Regions from separate parts of the Mus musculus genome. Here region 2 is linked to region 1. A link is a contact called in public capture Hi-C data. All regions are on one chromosome and are shown on one strand. The core of a region is the stretch at or near the end of the contact, and the rest is flanking DNA. Distances in the headings are between cores, read along the strand shown.

Region 1 (4,209 bases), core at 921-3,420:
ACCTTTGTCAACTTAGCTCTCAACCCCCTCAAATTTCAAGGCAGCCCTTAATAGTGCAGTTTGGTTCCAACCCTCACTCCCTCAAGAAAAGATTGACTATACCTCTTATTCAAGCAGCTTTCTCCTTTTTCACTGGGAGCCTTTCTTACCTGCTCTTGGGTGGATGGGCCCAAACTGTCACCCTTTGTAATGATAGCTGTGTAATCCTTACATACCTTCACAATACTTGTCTGACTTCCTTAGAAATTGCCTATGACTTCACTGTTAAAATATGATCACCCATACTACCCAATGAGGCATCTGATAGCAAAGATAATAACTTCTTCCTCTCTCAGCCTCCACCTCTAGAATAACAAAAATATTTGTTTGGGAATATTGAAGAGCATATGGTGTTAAACTTAGACTCACATTCTAAAAGGCCATTAGATACATCAGAGAATTACACTGTTTTGTGTAGGGTTTTGTTGTTTTGTTTTGTTTTGTTTTTTTAGATGACGTTCACATTTCCCACAATTGTGAACTAGATGTGATGCTGTAGAAAAGAAACTACAGGTTGGAAAGAGTGTAGTGTTTCTGGTAAATTTGGCTCTTCCAGGGCTCCAAACTATCCTGTAGTTCTACACAGTCCATGGGCTTGAAACAGTTTGACCTTTAGGAAAGTACTTGCAGATAACGGTGAATGAATGGTTGAGGCCAAAATATTTCAATTATTGTATTGAACAAGGTTTGCTCACTCCACTAGGTGTGGTCCATTGTGGAGGAAAATCCAACAACACAGGGACACATTACGTTTTAAAGTCACATATGAAACCTATTATTCTTTGTCATATGCTATGTAATATGTATATTGACCTCACAAGACAGAGAATGTTGCCTGCCTTGAAGAGGGAGACTCTGACATACATAGAGATTAAGCAAAGGGTTCTTGCAGCCAGTGAGAGTAGAACAGAGATGCTTAACAGACAGCTTGGCTGCAGCTTCTTTTTACCCCTCTCTTCTCTACCTCTCTTCTCCACTGTAGCTGCCATCTGAAGTAATCACTTATGAACTTTGGACACTTCAGGCTTTCAGCCAAGATTGAGACATTATGTTCTTCAAACTGTTTACTTCCCACACAAAGCCAAACTTTCTTTCCAAACCTACTCTACCAAGGATAGGCTTTGGTTCCTATCCCCAGTCAGCAACAAAGGAAAATGCAGAGTCCAGCCACCCAGGCAGCCGTGCTAAAAAGCTGGATACATGCATCAACACATTGATTTGACCTGCAAAGGGCTCCTGCTGAGAAATAGTCAGTGGTTCCCAGATGTTCACAAGTATGCAACAAAATACCTAGAAGCAAGTGAGTAGAAGGCAGTAGGGGGCTGCTGTTGAAGGTGTCAGACACGCTGAGTCATGGATCTATCTTGAGGAGAAACTGGCTGAAATAATTTTTCTGTCCTCAGAAATAGAGTCTAGTTAATGAGTAGTGATGCCTGAATCCAATCTTAGTCCTCACATGGTGGAAATCAAAAGACAACTACTTCAACATCATGAGACACTTATCTCAAAACTTTAAACACAAAGGAAGAGCTGGGGGTATAGCTAAATAGAGTGCTGACCTAGTGTGCAAGCTCAGTCTGGCCCTCAGAACCACACTAACCAAGCATGGTATTGTACAACTCTATCCACAGCACTTGGAAGATAAGAGTTCTAATCCCAGCACTAGGAAGATAGCAGTTGGACAAACAGGAGCCTCAGGTCATTTCTGGATACATAGTGAATTCAACGCCAGCCTAAACTCCACAATATACTGTCTTTAAAAAGTAAGAACAAAAACAAGATGAAGGCAGGGAGGGAAGAGAGAGGGAACAAGGGATAGACAGAAACACAATATTTCCATGTTTCTAAGATACAAGAACATAGTTGCTCATACTGGTAGGGAATCTAGTTATGGGAGAATAATAGAAGGGAAAACTACAGAGATGAACACTGAAAACCATACTGCCCCCAAGAGCAGACTCACCAGAGTAATTATGTACAGCATTAAACAATGCAGAAGTCTGAACTTGACAGGATGCTTCAAGGCAGAGGGAATTTCCACAGTGAGAAAGTGCTGAATGACAGTCCATATGAAGACTCCCAGATAAAAGGTAGACAGGCTCACTAGCAGCACCAGCCACGGGATAGCCATGGTACTGAGCCTCTGAGAAACTGCTATCTGAGGTCCTGAGAAGGTGCTGCCCTGAAGATATTCCTTGAGAACAACTGACCCAGTTTTATGACCTGCCACCTCCACTCCCTTCTTTCAGACTGCACCTGACTCAGTGGCCTGATCTAGCCTCTGAAATAACCACACAAATCAACAGGAGCCAGAGGAACCTGCTCCCCAAGGAGCAAATGGATTAGGAAAGCCATCACAGATGACCAAAGTTGGGGATTTTTGTTTGTTTGTTTGTTTTTTGTTTTATGGAGGTTGTTGTTGTTGATGGTGATGATGATGGTGATGATGATAATGATGATGATGATGATGATGATCACTACTACTACTTTAATTTTTTGCAATCCAGTCATTACTCCTCTCCCTGTCCACTCTCCCACATTCCTTCATCCCATTCCTCCTCCTTCCTGTCTCTAAGAGGATGTCCCCCATGGCCAAGCACTCCCCTCTCTAGAGTTAAGCATGTCTTCTCCCACTGAGGCCAGACCAGGCAGTCCTCAGCTATATATGTGTTGGGAGCCTCAGACCAGCTCATGTAGGCTGCATGGCTGGTGGGTCAGTGTCTGAGAGATCTCAGGGGTCCTGGTTAGTTGAGGCTGCTGGTTTTCCTATGGGGTCACTTTCCTCCTCAGCTTTTTCCAGCCTTTCCCTAATTCAGCCACGGGGGTCCCTGACTTCAGTCTAATGGTTGGCTGTAAGTATCTGCATCTGTCTCAGTCAGCTGCTTGTTGGGCCTCTCAGAGCACCAGTAATAGTATCAGGTTTTGGAGCTTCCCCTTGAGATGGATCCTTAGTTATGCCAGTCACTGGACCGCCTTTCCTTCAGTCTCATCTCCTTTTTTGTCACTGCAGTTCTTTTTGACAGGTACAATTCTGGGTAGAGCTTTTGACCGTGGGATGGCAACCCCATCCCTCCACTTGATGTCCTGTCATTCTACTAGAGGTGGACTCTACTAGTTCCCTTTCCCCACTGATGGGAATTTCATCTAAGGTCCCTCCCTTTATGTCCTGAGAGTCTCTCACCTCCCAGATCTCTGGTAATTTCTAGAGGGCGCCCCCATCTTCCACCTTCTGAGGTTGCATATTTCCATTCATTCTGATGGTACTTAGGGCTTCTCTACTGTCAGGATTCCAAAGAAGAACCAGACATGAACTTTTGAAGCATCCATCTGCTGGGCACAAAGGGAGAGGTCTTACATGAGCATAGACCCCTGTACTCTGACCCTTCACTGAATACCAAGAGGCATGAACCCCTTCTGCACCAGTTTGGTTAAAAAATATGAAGTCATTCTATTTGGAACTACTTCCTTAACTGCCACCAGAACCCAGTCTTTTCTCACTTCTATTTGGCCTTTTCTTGGCTCTTTTCTCTCTGAGTGTATGAGGTAGAGGAGCTCAGGAATGGGTGACCTGTTTCCAAGCCAAGCCCATGTGTAGCTGCAGGTCCTAGGGATACAGACACTTGAGCAGCAGCATAGGATCCAATGCATAGAGTTTTGTACAGGCTAAATATTCTAAGGGCAGGAGTATTTTGATAGGAAAAGCACATAGACTATTATTTCCATGTGTTTGCTTAATTGCCATTTAAAAGCATATGACAGTGCTGACACAGTACGTTAAAACACTTGTCATCAAGTATAATGATCTGAGTTAAATCCCCAGGACCTATATGATAGACGGAGAAAACTCTACTACCATATGTTGTCATCTGACTTATACACAAACACATACATAACATTACATGTGTGTGCCTATACACATGAACAGAGATACAATATAAATGAAGTAATGTAATAAAAATTTAAGCACATAATATAAAATTTACTGTCAGAACCATTTCTAAGTGTATGGCACAGCAGAGTTAACTGAATGTGTCACATACAATAGATCTCTTGCAACAATGAACTTACATCCTTGGACTCACCCCCTTCCCAAACAACCACAGTTCTTCTCTGTAAGAGATTTGCTACGTTAGATACCTCCATAGATGGTACTATGTGATGTCTGGCTTT
Region 2 (3,962 bases), core at 1,429-3,928, 700 kb before region 1:
TCTGCCAGGGTCTATGCCAAACAAAGAAACAAAGGCCTAGGGAGCAGAAGTTACCTGTATTGGGGGAGGTTAGCAGGGAGAGACAAACTTTTATATGCACAGTGTCTTAGTCAGGGTTTCTATTCCTGCACAAACATCATGACCAAGAAACAAGTTTGGGAGGAAAGGGTTTATTCAGCTTACACTTCCATACTGCTGTTAATCACCAAGGAAGTCAGGACTGGAACTCAAGCAGGTCAGGAAGCAGGAGCTGATGCAGAGGCCATGGAGGGATGTTCTTTACTGGCTTGCTTCCCCTGGCTTGCTCAGCCTGCTCTCTTATAGAACCCAAGACTACCAGCCCAGGGATGGTCCTACCCACAAGGGGCCTTTCCCACTTGATCACTACTAATTGAGAAAATGCCTTACAGCTGGATCTCATGGAGGCATTTCCTCAACTGAAGCTCCTTTCTCTGCGATAACTCCAGCCGTGTCAAGTTGACACAAAACTAACCAGTACACACAGTATTATCACTTTGAATGGGTGTGTAATAGTCCATAAAGTGGGTGAACCTCAGTTTCCAAACTCATTTCCTACTGCAACTCGGAGTATTCCCAACATTTACAGATACAGTTTAAAGAGACATTCTCGAATCTATAGTCTTTTTGTTGTGGTTGTTCATTTCCAAGTTGAGCTGTTTGTTGATTTTTCATTGTTTGGGTTGTGAAATTATGGAGCAATGAGTTGTAAACTTTCTAAAAAATTTTGTTCTTTTGCTTTTGCTAACAAGGACTTTTTGACAAGGATGCTTTCTGAGAGCGGTTGCACCACTAGTCAGTACAGAAGAATGAAGTTCTGTTTTCTCTCGCTTTCCCCCGTAACTATTATTATGAATTAAAAACCCCACAAATGACTTGAAGGCCCAGAAGACTAACAAAGGCTGCTTTCATTTGCATGCCTTTGGTTACTAGGAAGGTTGGACTTTCACAATGTGTGTTTTTTATTTGGTTCAAGCTGGTGCAAGCTATTTGGATGCTACATCCGTGAGTGTCTTACCTGCACCAGTTCATTGTGAACACCTGCTGCATTTTGGGAAGCATGGGCTCCAGGTTCCTCTGCCCCTTCCTGACCCTGTGATTATTCGAAGCTGGATCTTTCATCATCAGGGAGGGGAGGGTCTGGAGTGGCTCTATGGAAGTGGCACATTAGGGGTGGATTTTCCAGGTAGGATGTGGACCTCAAAGAGGCCTATGTGTGAAATGGAAAGTTCGTAGGGACTTTGGAAAATCCTGGTAGGAAGTGGCAGCTGGTGCCCTGTGGGAATCTCTAACAACACTGAAAGCTAGACTAAAATGTGGAAGCCAAAAGGCCCTTGCATCATTCTGGGCTTGAAAGAAGCCACTCTCCCATCTTTAGAGCACATAGGTAGCATGCCTGTTTTCTCGGTGTTGGTTTCTATGTTTGAAAACAAAGCAATACCAGACAAAAGCAGTGAGCACCTGCTAGTCAGTGCTCAGCAGTGACCATGTGCTGCCAGTACTCACAGAAGCAATCAGGAGAGCCTGGAGTCCGAGGAGCCCCACATTCGAACAGCAGCTTGGGGAATAGAATAAGGCAGACTTCAGGTGAGGCTCCAGGGTGCCAGCTATATCCACCAGGCAAAAAAGGGCAGGGATACCTGTGGATTGATTAACATATGCCCTAGTCTTCACATAGTTCGTTCACTGGTCAGTCCACCCACCTGCCTACCCATGCTCCATGCAGGCATCCACTAATCCATCTATTGCTTTATGCATCCATTTCCCCTTTACCCCATATCCATTCATTCCCTCATCTCATCAGTCCTCCCATCATCTACCTACTCATCCATCTACCCATCCATCCATATATCCATTACCTAATCTCTTCATTCATTCCCCAACCCTCCCACTCACTTAACCATTCACAGATATCTTTTCATCCATCCACCCATCCCTTCATTCTGTGACCCTCTCATCCATTTACCATCCGTCCACTTCATCACTCATTTGTTCTCTATTCACCTACCCCATCTGCCCATCCATCCTTCCTTGCTTCCATCCATCCATCCATCCATCCATCCATCCATCCATATTCCAATCCACGTGTTCTCTTTCCACTCATCCATCAATTCATCCATCCCCTCATCCATTTATGCATTTGTTCTCATCTTCCTCACCCATCTACCCATCCATCCATTCCCTCATCCTCCCACCCACACTTCCATCCATTTGTTCTCTATTCGCCCATTCATTCCCCGTGCAGGGCTGGCTTTACTTTACAGCAAATGTTACAATGAAGAAGTGCTCATTTTTCTCGAAACTCTCCTCACTCTGTCCCTTCCAAAGAATCCTGATGATGTGGGCTTAGAATCTCACCCTTCCTGGGGGTGGGGAATGGGGCTAGAGGCCTCAGGATTCTGTACCTCTCAGACTCCTGAGTCCTGTACCTTTAGAGCTGAGCCGGCTTCCCGGTTCCTCTTCAAATCCGGGGCGGATCATTCAAAACGCAGGGGAGCCCCCTGCGTGCGTGCGCTGTGGCTAGCCCTGAGTCATCTCTGCACGTGGTGGCCCCTTCTCTCTTAGGCTTCACAGGCAGGCAGATCGCTGCATCACAGGTGGTAAGAGGGTGGGGGAGGGAAGGATTAGGGCTGAACCCGAAGAAGGGTTAGGAAGGCGCAGTCACATTAGAAGTGATTTCACCGCGGGAGAGTCAGGGTGCCGGCAGGTGGCCAGGCGCTGGAGACTCGGGAAGCCAAGATGAGCGCCCTACTCACCGCAGCGGGGTTGCTGTTCCTGGGGATGCTTCAAGCCTTCCCAACGGTAAGGGAATGACAGTAGCCCCGGACACTGTGCGAGAGCAGTGGCTAGAGTAAAGGAGGACAAGGCAACCTCTCACCTTATTCCCCAACTCAAACTAGAGTGAGGGGGCACAGGAGGCAACTAAAATATGCAAGCATCCACAGGTGGGTGGATAACTGAAGAGTAAAGTTAGAGCTTCTCTCGTCACAAACGCAGGTAGTCGATAGTTGGGAGCAGTTTGCTCCTTCATTATCCGTGAGTTGAACCCGGAGCAAGAGAAAGCTGTTCCTTTCCTGTTCTGTTACTGCTGCCCCAGAGGGGGTCCTGGATAGAGAAACTTGAGTATGCCCTTGTTTTGCCAGAGGATGATAACGGGTTGTTTGTGCATCCGTAGGCTGGAAGGGCTGAGGAAAGAGAGGAGGGGGTGAATGAGAGCAAAGGTGGGGGTCTGGCCAGCTGGTGATGTGGGCTGGGTGCCCTGGAGCAAGCACATGGTGGATATTTGTCCCAGGAGCAAGTCAGTGCTGTCTCTGGTTCTATAGTTGAAAGCCCCAGAAATAAGTCTGGTCAATGAGTTAGGAAAACTGAACAATTCCTAGGGGCCAATGCCACACTAGGCATTAGTGTGTGGGAAGGAGACAGGACTTTGAAGAGCCACTCAGATAATCTTCTTTACGGAACCTAAGGTCTACATGGAAGAAAAAAGTGCATGGCTGAATGGTAGCTGGGGGAGGGAGACAAGGGACAGCAGCAGGCTTGCTGGACATGAGGTGTCTCTGCTAGAGAGGTGTGAAGACAAGGGAGGAGAGAGGGCAGGAGAGAGATGGTAGGAAGGTGTCCCTTTCATCTCCAGTGGGCAGTGTGACACCTGCCCTGCAGAGGGCAGAAGTGAGCAGAGGAGCCGTCCTACCCTACCTCACCCCCATGCCCGAAGCCCTCATTCGGGGAAGGTAAGAGTTTGGAGCAACAAGGACCCTGGAAGATGAAGGAAAAAGTAGGATGTGAAAGTGGGGAGGTTTGGTTTCTTTTCTCCTACTAAGTCGAAACATTTTTTGATCAGGGCATGGCACATTCTTACATGAGTATGTAGGTTTAAGGACAACTCTGGGAGTTGGTTCTCTCCTTTGACCCTGTGGGTTCCAGGAATAGAACTCAGGTCATCA

The links. Capture Hi-C pulls out chosen DNA fragments and counts their contacts.
Region 2: a capture Hi-C map of embryonic stem cells shows a contact between it and region 1, with 3 times the contacts expected there. The contact joins the promoter of Tnfrsf8 here to the promoter of Aadacl4 in region 1. A contact is called at or near these places in 9 of 39 promoter capture datasets (the 3T3-L1 cell line, HPC-7-derived erythroid cells, cranial neural crest and 6 more) and 1 of 9 other capture datasets (embryonic stem cells).

The regions. Positions count from the first base shown.
Region 1 is chr4:144,611,668-144,615,876 of GRCm38.p6, reverse strand. It overlaps Aadacl4 (arylacetamide deacetylase like 4), which reads right to left and starts at 2,170. Exons shown (of 4, transcript NM_001081248.1): 1 at 2,003-2,170. The coding sequence starts at 2,170.
Region 2 is chr4:145,313,880-145,317,841 of GRCm38.p6, reverse strand. Tnfrsf8 (tumor necrosis factor receptor superfamily, member 8) reads left to right here and starts at 2,678. Exons shown (of 13, transcript NM_009401.3): 1 at 2,678-2,820. The coding sequence starts at 2,758.